Regions from separate parts of the Mus musculus genome. Here all the other regions are linked to region 3. The links are chromatin contacts, called in public HiChIP or PLAC-seq and promoter capture Hi-C maps. All regions are on one chromosome and are shown on one strand. Each heading gives the region's core, a stretch centred on a gene start, on an enhancer-like site or on the middle of the called end of the contact. The rest is flanking DNA. Distances are from core to core; before and after follow the strand shown.

Region 1 (4,032 bases), core at 285-2,784, 1.6 Mb before region 3:
CAAAGGCTCTGAGGACAGGGAGACCATGTGAGGTTCCAGCAGCCTCGAGAAGAGGCAGAGACACGCTAGAGAGGCCCTGCATGTGTCATAAGGTCAAGGCTAGAGTGAGGCTGTCGTAGTATTGTGGACTCAAACCTGCAGACACTTCGGCAAGCAGGTACAATATTGGGAAACAGGGAAAGCCTTCATAAATACAAGGCCACAGACACGTCACGGCCCCCAGCATAGCCCCAGCCCCGGGAGCAGAGCCTCAGTGTATTGTGCACTCACCCTTCCCAGTTTACCTAGAGACCTGGTTCCCTCTGTTCTGTGGGACAGACTCCTAGGCTGGTGTGCATCTTCTGCAGGACGGTAGTTCTGAGCTTACCACGTACTTCCTCAAGAGGAAATGCAGTGGAGCTACCTAGAATACACCAAACAGATGACAAATGGAATGTTCCAGGAATGTCTCCAGCTTCCTTGCCCCTCTGCTGTCCCTCTTAGCAGTATAATCTGCAGCCTATCTGGCTACTTCATCCTCGATTTCCAAGTCCCCTTAAGGGTTTCACATCAAAGGTGGCTTTGTGATGGGTTTACTCTATATGCAGACAAGTGTCTTCAGACCTTTGCAGGAGGCCTTTTCTGATTCTTCCTGGTGCCCTTTATAGGTTTGTCCCCTATCTTATCATAGGTAAAATGTATATTTATCTATTTATATTGGCTTACTTGTTCTCTGTCCAACTAGAATGTAGCAATTGAGAAGAGAATCTCATTTCGTGGAGACATTGCCATGTCCGGCACCAAGCACAGTTCTCCCACATAATTCCATCTCTAAGAAGAACTCTAAAACACAAGCCTGCAACCCCAGCATGAGGCAGAAGCCGAAGAATCAGACAGCCAAGGTCATCCTCTGTATAGTGGGCTCTTGGACAGCTGAGTTGAGAGCATGTCTCGAACAAAACCCCTAAACAAACAAACAAACAAACAAACAAGCAGAATGCATGTCTCAAGGTTGGTGGTTCTCAAGCCCCTAGCTGCACCTTGTCCCTACATGCTTCAGGCCCCAGAACAGCAACAGTGCCGGAAACAAGATTGTACTGGCCCACAATTTGACGCATTCAGGCCTTTCGGTGTTATTTTTCTCCATATACCCCATAACAAAGATCATCTGGCTTGGGGTCAAATTCTGACTCAGCTACTTAGCAGTTGAGTTGAACTTCATCTCTCGCGGTTTCATTTTCGCTACGTGGTGAGGACACAGGGGGACGGAAACAGCCTGGGAACAGGCGCGGGGCTCCACAGCCCTTCCCCCCCATTCTATTCTCCCGGAAGCGCACGGTCACCCCGGGGCCCTCGAGCCGAGCACCTGCACGCCTCCCCCGCGCTCGGGCTGGGCGGGGCTTGCAGGTTGCCCCGCCCTCATGCTCGCTCACTGAAGACTCGGGCAAAGCCCTTCCCGCCCGGCTCCTGCGACCCCGAGCGGGCGTCAGCGGCACCGTTTGCGGCTGCGCCTACACCTGCGCCTGCGCACTAGCGCCCGGAGAAAAACTCAAGGGGGGGTGAAGAAGGGGCCGGCCTTCGAGCGACAGCGACGCAAGATGGCAGCCACCACAGGCTCGGGTGAGCGGGGGCGCCGGGCGTGCTGGCGGACGGGGCGCGGGCTCCCTGGGCTTGGTCCCGGTCTAGCGGAGGCCATGGTGGCCGGGACAGGGCTCCGCGCTGTCCCTGCGGCTGCGTTTGGCTGCTCGGCCGGGCCTGGGACCATCAGGCGGCGGCCGGAAGCCCGGGCGGGGGCAGCCGGGCCGTGGGCGGTGCGGCCAAGCCGGAGGCTCGGGCGCCTCCGGGGGGCGGGGGGTGGGGGAGAGGCCGGCAGAGGGGCCGAGTGTGCTCGGGAATGCCCGGGCGAGGTCCCGCTGGGAGCTGGCCCGGGCGACTGGGAGCCGGGAATGCCCGGCGGGGGTACGCGGGCGCAACCCTAGGGAACACGCACGGAGCCTCGCGGGCCGCAGGCGAGGCCGCCGGGGCCCCGCGTCAATTTAGGGTCGGGGCTGCTCTCATCGTGGTGGTCGCTTCCCAGGGAAATCCGGGCACCTGCACGGGCTGAGCCCGGGCGTTCTGCCGTGGGAGCAGGCCTGGGTTGCAGAGACCAGGGATAGGTTTCAGAAGGCGCGCTGGGAGCCGAGCGCCGCGTTGGATGGGCACGAGCAGGTGCCTAGGAAGCCCTGGTGTGTGTGTCGGGGGGTGGGGTGGGGTCTGTTGGGGCGTGTCGCCATTGGGAAGGCTCCTGCAGTGGGGAGAATGGGATGGGGTGCAGTCCCGCAGATGCTGCTTTTAGAGAAGAAAAACCTCTTCCTGCGGGGAGCGGATGGAGGAAGTGCCTGTCACTCCTAATCCTTCTGCGAATTGGGGGAAAATATGTGGGTTCAACTCAGAAACTCTCCATTATCTGGATGGGTAGGAGAGGAGCAGTGAAATGAGAGCCCTTGGATCAAATGGAAGGGATAGCAAGAGGGTAAAGGGGATGCTCTTAGGGGAGAAGCTCTTGTCGGTCTCTGATGGGCTAAGAAGAGAAGGCCAGATGGGGAGACCCGAAGGGTCTGCTGCCTTAGAACCGGCAACCTGTACTTGATTATGAGCCATGGACTCTGGCAGGCTAGAGAAGGTGGAGTGGGTTTGGTGAAGGAGATCCCCCGGGGTCTGGGAAGGCATGGGAGTCTGCTTTTCCAATGAAGGATTCAGGAGAGAGTGGGTGCTCCCTTCTGGTGTGGGGCTATATCCTCGGGAGTCTGTTGGTGGAGGTGAGCAAGGGGTAAGGACAGGCCACCAGCCTAGGCACTGGTGTTTTGGGGCTGTGAGGCCACCAGAGGAGATGTTGTGGGGTGGGAAGCAGAGAGGTGCTGCCTGCAGTGACCCACCACACAGTGCCTGGTGTGTCCTGGAGAAGACTGCGGAGCCAAGTCAGTCCATTTCCTGACAAACACATGGCGGTGGGCACTTGGGAAGACCCAGTCTGCCACAGGCTGTACTGGGGTGGGATGCAGGGTATCTCGCAGAGAGGTGCCAGGCAGCCAGTACTGGGGTGGCCCTACCAGTCAGCACTGCTTGTCCTTGCTTTAGGACATCTCAGGATCCGGTTTGACAGCCACTTCTAACTTCTGAGGCCCTGCCCGTGCCTCAGGAGTGCAGATAGAAACAGCAGCTCAGCAGCAGCTGCTGTGTACAGAATCCAGAAGAGTTTGGGCTGGGTGAGGCTCAGTGCTAGAGTGATCTGACCAGCAAGTCGGAGGCCCTGGATTCCATCCCTAGCTCCATGAAAAGAAGGAAGCGCACATAGCACAGCTTAGATAGCATAGGAAGGCTTTAGGGAACCCAGAAACAGGCGTTCCTCAGCGCCTGTCTAGTCCACAGATGGTTCCTGGGGCCTCTTGTGTCCTGTTACTAGTAGCAGACAAGGTAGACAGAGCACTGTCTTTAGGTTTCATTCAAACCAGACAGAAGGCCATTCAGGATGGAAATAAAGTGACTCCAAAAAGCAGGAAGTGCTCTGAAGAAAATTGTGTGCTGTGATGAGCGAGTCTGATGAGGAGGGGGCAGGCTTCTCTCAGGGCCAACCCTGGAACTGAGACCAGTGGTGGGAAGAGCAAGGCCTGTGGCCGTGGGAAAGTACCATCGGTGCGGTGGGGACACTTGTGTTGAAAGATGAGATTAAAGGCCATGGGGCAGTAAGGTGGCCCAGCAGACAAAAGGCCCTTGGCGAGCCTTGGGACCTGAGCTTGATCTCCACATGGTTGGAGGAAAGAACGGCTTCCACAGTTGCCCGCCGCCCTCCACTTGTGCCCCTCCCGTAACAAAGGACCTTAGTAATGAGATGGAGAGAGAAGACTTTGGGCTTTACTAAGTGCAAGGGGGAGCCATGGAACAGATGCCTGCTATGAGCAGCATTGAGTGTTTGGTTGATGAATGAATGAATGCCTTGAAGAGAATGATGAATGGTGAGCTCTGACTTGAGCCCCAAGGCATCAGGAGACTGCAGTGGTGAGAGTGGAAGCAGGA
Region 2 (4,396 bases), core at 72-2,571, 1.0 Mb before region 3:
GGAACTCAGTGTCACTGGGTTTTACAAAAAGCAAACTAAGAAGACTTAATTCAGATAAAGGCGCCCCCCAGTGTCTCTGCAAGTCAGAGGAGGGTCTTTTTAGCTACAGCAGACGTCATCATGAATTCATGCAAAGTCAGCCACAGTGCCTTGGCAAGGAGACTGGGCTGTTAGGCATGCTATTTTTATTTATTTATTTGTTTGTTTGTTTGTGTTTCCAGACACCACCAACTGGCTAGGTTTTTTTTTTTTTCCCCTTTTGGGGTAGGGATGGAACCCGGAGTCTTGGGTATCTAGCTATGATGTTTACCTAGGTGCATCAACCACAGGCACCACTTAAAATAAGCCCAGAGGGGGGCTACAGAGATGGCTCAGCGGTTAAGAGCACTGACTGCTCTTCTAAAGGTCCTGAGTTCAATTCCCAGCAACCACATGGTGGCTCACAACCATCCATAATGAGATCTGATGCCCTCTTCACAATGTACTTACAAATAATAATAAATAAATCTTAAAAAAAAAAAAAGCCCAGAGGATGCCAGCGACTCAGCTCCCACAACCTCCGGTAAGGACCCCATCTAATTCTAAAGACCTGTCTCCCCCGCTACATAAAAGGGTTGCTACATAAAAGGGTTGCTATAGGGCTGGAGAGATAGGTGGCTAACAGTTAAGAACACTTGAAGAGGATCTACCTCACAACTGCCTGAAACTCCTACACCAGGCAGGCAACGCCAGCACTGGACTCCGTGGATGCCTGAACTCAAAACACCAAGGCAAGAAAACCCAAGCTATAAGACTAGTGAAGATGGAGCTGAGCGGTAGAAGTTTGCTTCAATCCCCAGGACTACACTAAACAAGCCCACACCAGCCTCTTGTCCACAGAACCACACTCAGTTTAGAGCTGCGGGAAAGGAACCAGACAGCACTTGTGCTTGTCTGTTTTCGGCTCAGACTTCATTTACTCTGACTTCCCCAGTAAACTCCATAAGGGCAGGGACTTGTGCATTCTCACTGTATTCTCAGCTTTCGGTCTTGCACGCAGCAGCAGGTTAACAAAAGTTAGCGTAGGGAAAAAGGGGTGACTGTAGGAAGGGAACAGAAAGCCTAGAAAAGAAAGGAAGCGAGGCCTGTATTCCCTGCCGAGACCGAGCTCCTGGGAAACTACAACTCCCAACATGCCTCGGACCCAGCGCAGCCGTGCCCGGCCCTTGTGGGCCTTGCGTGCCTAGAGAGCGCATGCGGGACGCGGCGCCCGCTGGGACTTGTGGTTCCTGCCGCGGTGTGTAGGGGGTGGGGCCGGCATGGAGGCGGGCGGGGGCCGGGGGCGGGCGCGGCCCCTCCCCCGTCACTTCCTGCCAGGCTGCGGGCCCCGAGCCGCTCTTCAGCGTTTGCGCTGGCTGTCGTCGCGTCTGTGTGCGCTCCCCCTTCTTCTGAGCCCCGGCCTGGCGGCGCCCGCCTTCGCCTCCGCCACTCCGCCTCTTCCCTCCTCTGGTCGGTCCCTTTTTCCTCGCCGTCTTCACTTGCTTCTTCACCTCCTCGCCGCCGCCCAAGACCGCCGGCCCCGGGACGAGCTCTGGGGAAGCAGCCAGGTAAGGCGGCCGGTCCGGGCCGGGTCGGAGCGGGTCGCGGAAGGACCCACGCAGGCACGGCGTCAGCGGGAGGTGGGCGGCGGGTGGGCTAGGCCTTGCGGGCGCGCGAGCCGCGGCCCAGGCCCGTCTCCGCCTGCGGGGCCTTCCCGGAGGAGGCGGGCCCTCCGCGCCGCTCGTGGGCCCTGTGCCGGAGTTAACGCGGGGGGCGCGGGCGGGCAGGGGCAGCGTCGGTCCGGAGGCCCCCCGGGTTTCGGTGCTATGCACAGTGTCGCGGCCAGTGCCGAGCCGCGGGATGAGGTGCCAATTCCCGGCTCGGCCCCCTTCGTCAGTCACTTCGTATTCTTTGTGTCTCTGTTATGAGGGGGAGAAGGAGGGGGAATAGTATTAATCCTGTCCCAACCCGGTCCCTGCCTCTTCAGGCTGTGAAGTTGTGCAGTGAAATGGGGCGTGTAAAGTGCTTATCAGTGTGCCAGACCCACGTCGTGTCCCAATAAGCCGTTTGCATAATTTATTAAGATGATATGAAGGTATAATTTAGGGTGCAGACGGAACATAAGTTGACCTTCCTTTCCACTAGGGTTTTCTCCGAGGCAGAAGAATCCCGCGTGCCCACTGGCAGTGCCTGAGCATTGTGCTCGCTTGGCACCAGAGAGGGGCGGGCGCTTAATGGGGACACTGTAGCAGACAGGGTATGGATGTAAAGCCATCATCATGTCTGTGAAACCAGCTGTAGGGACTTCACCGGCTCCCCTAGGCTCCGCACCCTGTCCCATGTCTCCCTGCCACCATCCAGAACCTTATTGCCATTCCTTTTTATGAGAAAGTTGCTGGCATAAGCTTCTCTTGGGTTTAGCAGACCTTTTTGGAGCCTTCTTGTGTGTCAGGCTCTGGAGGTGGAGTATGCAAAGATTCGAAAACCGTGGTTTCCTGGTTCGCATCTGTAGCTCTTAACTTTCTTTAGCTGAGGCCCTCCCTAGTTATCAGTTTCTCTTAAGCTCTGGCCTCACCTCCCTACTTATGGGCGAAGCTTTTATTTTGTTCCGTTTTGCGTTTTGCCCATTGTATTGTATGCCTTTTTTAAGGTCACTGTTTTCAATTGCTTGTAGCTGTAATAATTCTGTTTGCTTGCTTGCTTGCTTGCTTGCTTGAGACGTGGTTTCTCGGCACAGTCCTGGCTCTCCTGGAAGAAGAAGCTTGTGCTGTAGACCAGGCTGAGTAGCGGTAATTCTTGAGAATTGGAAGTGTTGGAAGAGATTTAAACTGGGATTTTGATCTTTCAGGGATTTGTACTTACCAAATGTAAATTACATCACTACTTGTTGAAGCAAAAACTAAAAATACATTTGGGGAGTGTGGAGGAAGAAGTCTTGGCCATTCTAGTGAACTTTTAGGAGACTGTCTTTATTCTGACTCAGCCTTGATTTTCTTTAGTAAGATTAAGTAACTTTTTTTTAATTTATTTTTTATTTTTTTATTTTTTGTTTTTTCCAGACAGGGTTTCTCTGTATAGCCCTGGCTGTCCTGGAACTCACTCTGTAGACCAGGCTGGCCTCAAACTCAGAAATCCGCCTGCCTCTGCCTCCCAAGTGCTGGGATTAAACGTGCGTGCTACCATTTTATTTTTGAGCATTATATCAGCAGCAGCTGTTGTGGAAGTCAGAGCACAACTTGTGAGATTCAGTAGGTTGCCAGGTTCCTTGCTGAAAGACTTGACATACAGAGCCATCTCAATACCTCAAAAAAAAAATTTTTTTTTTTTTAAATCTGTGCTTAGTGTCATAGGCATCCCCCTCCTTAAAGATGTGCAGCTCACACAGGAGCAGATTTACAAGAGTCACACCTCAGGTGTTTTCTGTGCTCAGTGCTTTTCTGAGTGGAGGCCGGAGGTCAGCCCCTTGTCTTCCTCGAGGGCTCTCTACCTTATTTCCTGGAACAGTCTCTAAGCATTTCAGCTTTTCCTGAGCTACCCATCTCTAAAGCCTGTCGGCAGATTTTGGGCACTCAGTTTCTTTAGTAAGTGAAAAATGTTTATATTGCACCCATCTCGATATTGCAATATTTTTGTAACAGTCAGGAAATAGTTTCTAGCATAAATGGTTGAGTGTAATGGCTTTTTTGTTTGTTTGTTTGTTTTGGATTGTTTTGTTTTTAGAGACAGGGTTTCTCTGTGTAACATAGCTCTCTGGCTGTCCAGGAACTTGCTTTGTAGACCAGGCTGTCTTTGAACGCAGATAAGCCTGCCTCTGCCTCCAGAGTGCTAGGATCAAAGGCATTCAACATTGGCTGTTTTTCAGTTACTCGTTAATAGTTCAGGAACTGTTGATTCAATCCTTAAGGAGTAAGGCTGAAATCTGGGCTGAAAAGTGGGAGTCCCCAAAAGAGGACTAACTCCACTAACTCTCAGCTGTTTTTCTGCTGTGTGTTAATCATATTTCAACCAAGAAGCCAGATCCCAAAAGAAAGAAAAAATGAGAATGAGCGAGCAAGTGATCCCTTCCAGTATAGTAAGAAATTTCATTTCATTAACAGTTAAACAGTCATCCTGAGGTGAGCTGGTTAACATCAAAATGACTAAGATTATGATAGATTTAGGATTTGTTTCAAAACAAGCTAGCTTAAAGGAGGTTCAAGAAGAAACAAGGCCGACCTTAGCTGTGAGTTAATAATTGTCAAAGCTAGGTGACCAAATACACAGTGCCCTCTATAGCATTCAACTTTAACACTTAAAAATAACCTCAGGTTCTCTATCACAGCCTTAAAGTATCACTTCGCTGGGTCTATCATAATTTGTGATATGGCAAAGGATATGT
Region 3 (4,218 bases), core at 842-3,341:
ACAATGAAGCCTCAGGGTTCTACATCCCACAGACTATTATTTCTTTAAGGGTTTTAATACAGCAAACAGCAGTAGCACTAAATTCAACAGCCTAACAACTATTGAGATTTTTTAAATTCATGTCAATCAGTGCACTAGGTGGATGCCTGATGTCCACAGAGGCCAGAAGAGGGCGACCGATCCCCTGGAACTGGAGCCATAGATGGTTGCTGGATGCTGCGGGTCAATACCAGGTCCTCTAGTAGAGCAGTAACCAATGTTCTTAAAGCTCTGAGCCATCTCTCCAGCTCCTGCAAGTTTAAAATAGCAAAAAAAGAAAACACTACCCCTCCCCAGCCCCCGTTCCTGCTCTCAGTATATACCAGCTGGGGTTTGTTTCTAATGAAAATACTTTAGTCTTTAGTTCCAAAGCCAAACTTACTGCAAGAAATGCTAACAGTCATTGCCACAGACAGGGTTTCTAGTGGAAGAGATTCCTTTTTCAGTATTTTCAGACCTTTTCAGTTGGGTATCCGATGTGGAAAAAACCTATTCTGAATACTTGATAACCATTTAAGGTTTTAAAAGAACAAACGGCTCACAAACTCAGAGGTTTGCACTGCCCTGTTAGTCCACAGCCGTATCTGCTGAAGATCTGAATGCATGCACCCTTAGCTCCAGCAACTCATTTCTGCAACAACCTGCAGGAACAAATGCTGAGGCTTTGGCGCAGCAGAGATCTGTCAACCAAGCCGAGGGTCCCCGACATTTAAATCTCAGTCCAGAAACCCTGATACAGGACCTCTCATCTTATTCGTCCACCTAGCCCTTCAGCAGACAGGGGACTGACTCGCCTTCCTGGTTTTTAACCTCACAAGCTTAATTACAAAAACAAGTTGGCTTTGAAGCGCTACTCAGAAACTGCAACCAAAAAAAAAAAAAAAGGAAGTCTTCGCATTTGGGAGGGGGAAAAAGTTTCTCGACTTAAAGACACTTTCCAACCTTCCAGTGTCATACAGTGTGGAGTCCTAGGCTCCTGCTCCGCGGGCCTACGATGCTCTGGCCTCTCCGAGCTGCTCTCCTGCTTAACTTTTCCACCCTAGCCACCCTCAAGCTGCCTAGGGAAGTAGCACTGCCTCCCACTTCATTTAAACTACTGCAAACAGAATCAATGAACGAACCTAGACTGGGAATTTCAGAAGATGAAAGCGACCTCGATGATAGCCGACACAAGACGGCAGAGCCCCTATCCACGCCGCACAGAGAGGGAGAGACCCCACACTCATCCCATACAGACGGCCGACCCTGCATCCACGCTACACACACCTCGGACTCCTCATCCGCCAAGCATCCACCCTGGAGACATCGCGGACCCCGCATCCACCCGGTCCTCGCCCCGCACAGACCGCAGACCTTGCACTCACCCCTCGCACCTCCACTCACCCGGCACACACCAGCACACACCTCGCACACCGCACTCAGCTCCCTCGCCCAGCATCCACCCTGCAGACCCCCACACGCAGCCTGCATCCACCCCACACACCTGGCGGACTCCGGGGCCACCCAACACACCTGGCACAACCCGCAGACCCCCACATCCATGCCACACACCCCGCACACGCCACAGACCCCACTCTCACCCCGCACACACCCCGCGGGCACCGCACACTCCGTGTCCGCCGCGCCCGCTCGCAGCGGAGCCGCAGCTTCGGCCGGAGGAGCCGCCCGTGTCCGCTCCGCCGGGCGGCGCCGGCGGGAAGAGGAGACTCGGCTGAGCTTCTCCGACCCGAGATTCGGCGGGGGGAGCCCCAGCGGCAAGCAGAGGCCGCGGCCGCGAACTCCTCGCGACCCTGCACGGGCCCCGGAGCCCAGCGCCGCCCGCGCGATCCCTGTCGCCTGCGCCGCGCGTTACTGGCGACCCCAGGACCCCCGCCTCAGGCCATGCCGCCGGCCTCGCCCGCCGCTCGCCACTGCCTTTCTCTCCACTCACCGCTCGCCGCCATCTTCCCCAACGCTGTTCTCGATCGGAAACTCACAGCTCAGCCCCGGCCGCCGACACCGACTCCGCCGAGGCCGCCGCCGGCGCTCTGAGGAGCTGAGGCAGCCGCCGCTGAAGCCGCGGCGCGGGGGCCGCCGGGATTTGTAGTCCCGCGGCCACGCCCAGCACTACGGGTCCCAGGGGGCCGTGCGCGAGGCAGGGGGCGTGGCCGCGAGGCCTGGGTTCCCCTCAGCTCACCCAGCCGCTGGAGGTGAAGAGGACGTTCTGGGTTCGTTTTCCCGTTTGCCTGTCTCCATCCTGGAATTCCTGACTTCAATGGAGTGTTCATTGTGCGCCAAGCACCGTCCCACAAGACCAGTAGCTGAGGGGGCGTTGTCCTTACTTTTCAGAGGAGCAAACTGAGGCCCGAGGTCAGGAGCCCTGCTAAGTCACTGACTTGAAAAGGTTTCGGGCCTTGCGGTGATGGCACACGCCTTTAATCCCAGCACTCAGGAGGCAGAGGCAGGCGGATTTCTGAGTTCGAGGCCAGCCTGATCTACAAAGTGAGTTCCAGGACAGCCAGGGCTATACAGAAACCCTGTCTCGAAGGAAAAAAAAAGGTTTTGGCTCACAAGGTGTTGGTCCTCAGGTTTGGTCTCTGCGTATTGTGATTTAAACCAGAGAACAGCTTGCTTTACAGTGGGAATTACTGAGAGACAGCACCTTAACCAAGAACATCTTAAACTCGGTGCCACCAAAGGTGACTCAAACTGTCACGCCATGTCCCCGATAGGATGCAGTGCAGAAAGCAGAAAACTACCAAGTTAAGTGACCTGAATCTAACGGAATAGGAAAATAAATAAATAAATAATTTTTTAAAAAATTAAAGCGCAGAATGTGCAGCATTCTACAGAACCAGCCTCTCCTCCAAGAAAACCGATGGTAGCAAGTGAAGGCAATCCCAGTGACCCCATGGCTCCGGGGCAGAAACAGAAGAAACAAAAACTCAAAGTCCTCCTTCAAAGCAGGGATTTAAAGCCAAGTTGGGGATGGGGGTGAGGGGAGTCTGACCAAAATAAATAAGGCCAAAGTTAAATTCAATAAATGTAGGCCAGGCTAGACTCCAGTTTAGAAACCTGGCTGCCTCTGCCTCCCTAGTGCTGGATTAAAGGCATGCACTAGCAACCCCGGTTTATGGATAGTTCTTAGGTAAAAAGAACTTGTAAAGGAATTTGGAGTTAATGGGAAAAAATAGAGGACGTCTTGGGACACAACTGTATAAAATGTCTTCAGTGTGAATAAGACTAACCCTATCCTGAGGTTCTGCTGTCACCTCAAGGATTTCCCACCTGCACTACTTTACTGTTCTGCAAGTGTCCACTGTTTACCCTTGGAGTTATTCCCACAGCAGCCAAGTCCCAAACCTGGTGTGGTGGTGCACACCCTTAATCCCTGTACTCAGAAGGCAGAGGCAAGTGGATCTCTGAGTTCCAGGCCATCCAGGGCTACATAGAGAAATCTAATCTTAAAACTAAAAATAGTAATAATAATTCTAAATGTAACAAAAGTACATTAAAATAAATAATTACTGATTCAAGCACAGTACTGTACTAAAATTTTATCCATATTCAGACATATACATAATCTTTATATATGTATATGTTGAGAGCATAACAGATATGAACAGTAAAAAAATAATTCAATTGTTTCAGTAAAAGATCCAAAAAGAAGGCAGACATGCCGCTGCTTTGGGTGGGGTAAGCAGGTGACCCTGCAACAGCATCTGGCCGGTGCTAGAGCCAAAATTTAAAGTAGCTGATTGACTTGCTCAGGTAGATAATCAGCGAAGATGCTGCCTTCATCCTTCATCCTTCCCTGTTTGCCCAGACCACTCCTCCATGAAGGGATTGACTTGTGTCCCTTCTTCGAATTAGGCTTGGTTCTAAGACTGTTGCCCCAAGGAAACACAAGTCACAGGCCTAGAGCTTGAGAATGCTGCCAGCTCCTACTTCCTCCTTCCTGGCCCCAACTCTAGCTCTATGAGAATCCAGAGGGAAAGGAAGCACCAGTTGACAGAGGCTGAGGTCCCAGGCAAGACCCAACAGCAGCTGCCAGCCCTGCACACAGCCTTCTTGTACGTCCCTGTCCTTTGAGGGCCCCAGTGCTTACATCACCAACAAGATTAGCACCAGAGCTAGGCCTGGTAGGACACACCTGTAATCCTTCCATTTAGGAGGTAAAAGGACAAAGGTTATCCTCCA

The links. Promoter capture Hi-C pulls out the DNA fragments that hold promoters and counts their contacts. HiChIP or PLAC-seq counts read pairs in DNA pulled down with a chosen protein or histone mark.
Region 1: a promoter capture Hi-C map of pre-B cells shows a contact between it and region 3, with 3 times the contacts expected there. The contact joins the promoter of Ube2v1 here to the promoter of Ncoa3 in region 3. A contact is called at or near these places in 1 of 39 promoter capture datasets (pre-B cells), 1 of 115 datasets of contacts at active chromatin or transcription factors (microglia) and 1 of 9 other capture datasets (adipose tissue).
Region 2: a contact with region 3 is called in an H3K4me3 HiChIP or PLAC-seq map of bone marrow-derived macrophages, with 7 times the contacts expected there. The contact joins the promoter of Stau1 here to the promoter of Ncoa3 in region 3. A contact is called at or near these places in 2 of 39 promoter capture datasets (liver and pre-B cells), 3 of 115 datasets of contacts at active chromatin or transcription factors (astrocytes, bone marrow-derived macrophages and pancreatic cancer cells) and 1 of 9 other capture datasets (liver).

The regions. Positions count from the first base shown.
Region 1 is chr2:167,629,507-167,633,538 of GRCm38.p6, reverse strand. Ube2v1 (ubiquitin-conjugating enzyme E2 variant 1) reads left to right here and starts at 1,534. Exons shown (of 4, transcript NM_023230.2): 1 at 1,534-1,599. The coding sequence starts at 1,578. Gm31852 (a long non-coding RNA gene) reads right to left here and starts at 1,065. Exons shown (of 3, transcript XR_375265.4): 1 at 706-1,065; 2 at 285-403.
Region 2 is chr2:166,993,224-166,997,619 of GRCm38.p6, reverse strand. Stau1 (staufen double-stranded RNA binding protein 1) reads left to right here and starts at 1,321. Exons shown (of 12, transcript NM_001109906.2): 1 at 1,321-1,586.
Region 3 is chr2:165,990,510-165,994,727 of GRCm38.p6, reverse strand. It overlaps Ncoa3 (nuclear receptor coactivator 3), which reads right to left and starts at 2,091. Exons shown (of 23, transcript NM_008679.3): 1 at 1,970-2,091. It overlaps LOC115489489 (soluble scavenger receptor cysteine-rich domain-containing protein SSC5D-like), which reads left to right and starts at 947. Exons shown (of 2, transcript XM_030252296.1): 1 at 947-2,388. The coding sequence starts at 1,034. The coding sequence ends at 2,125.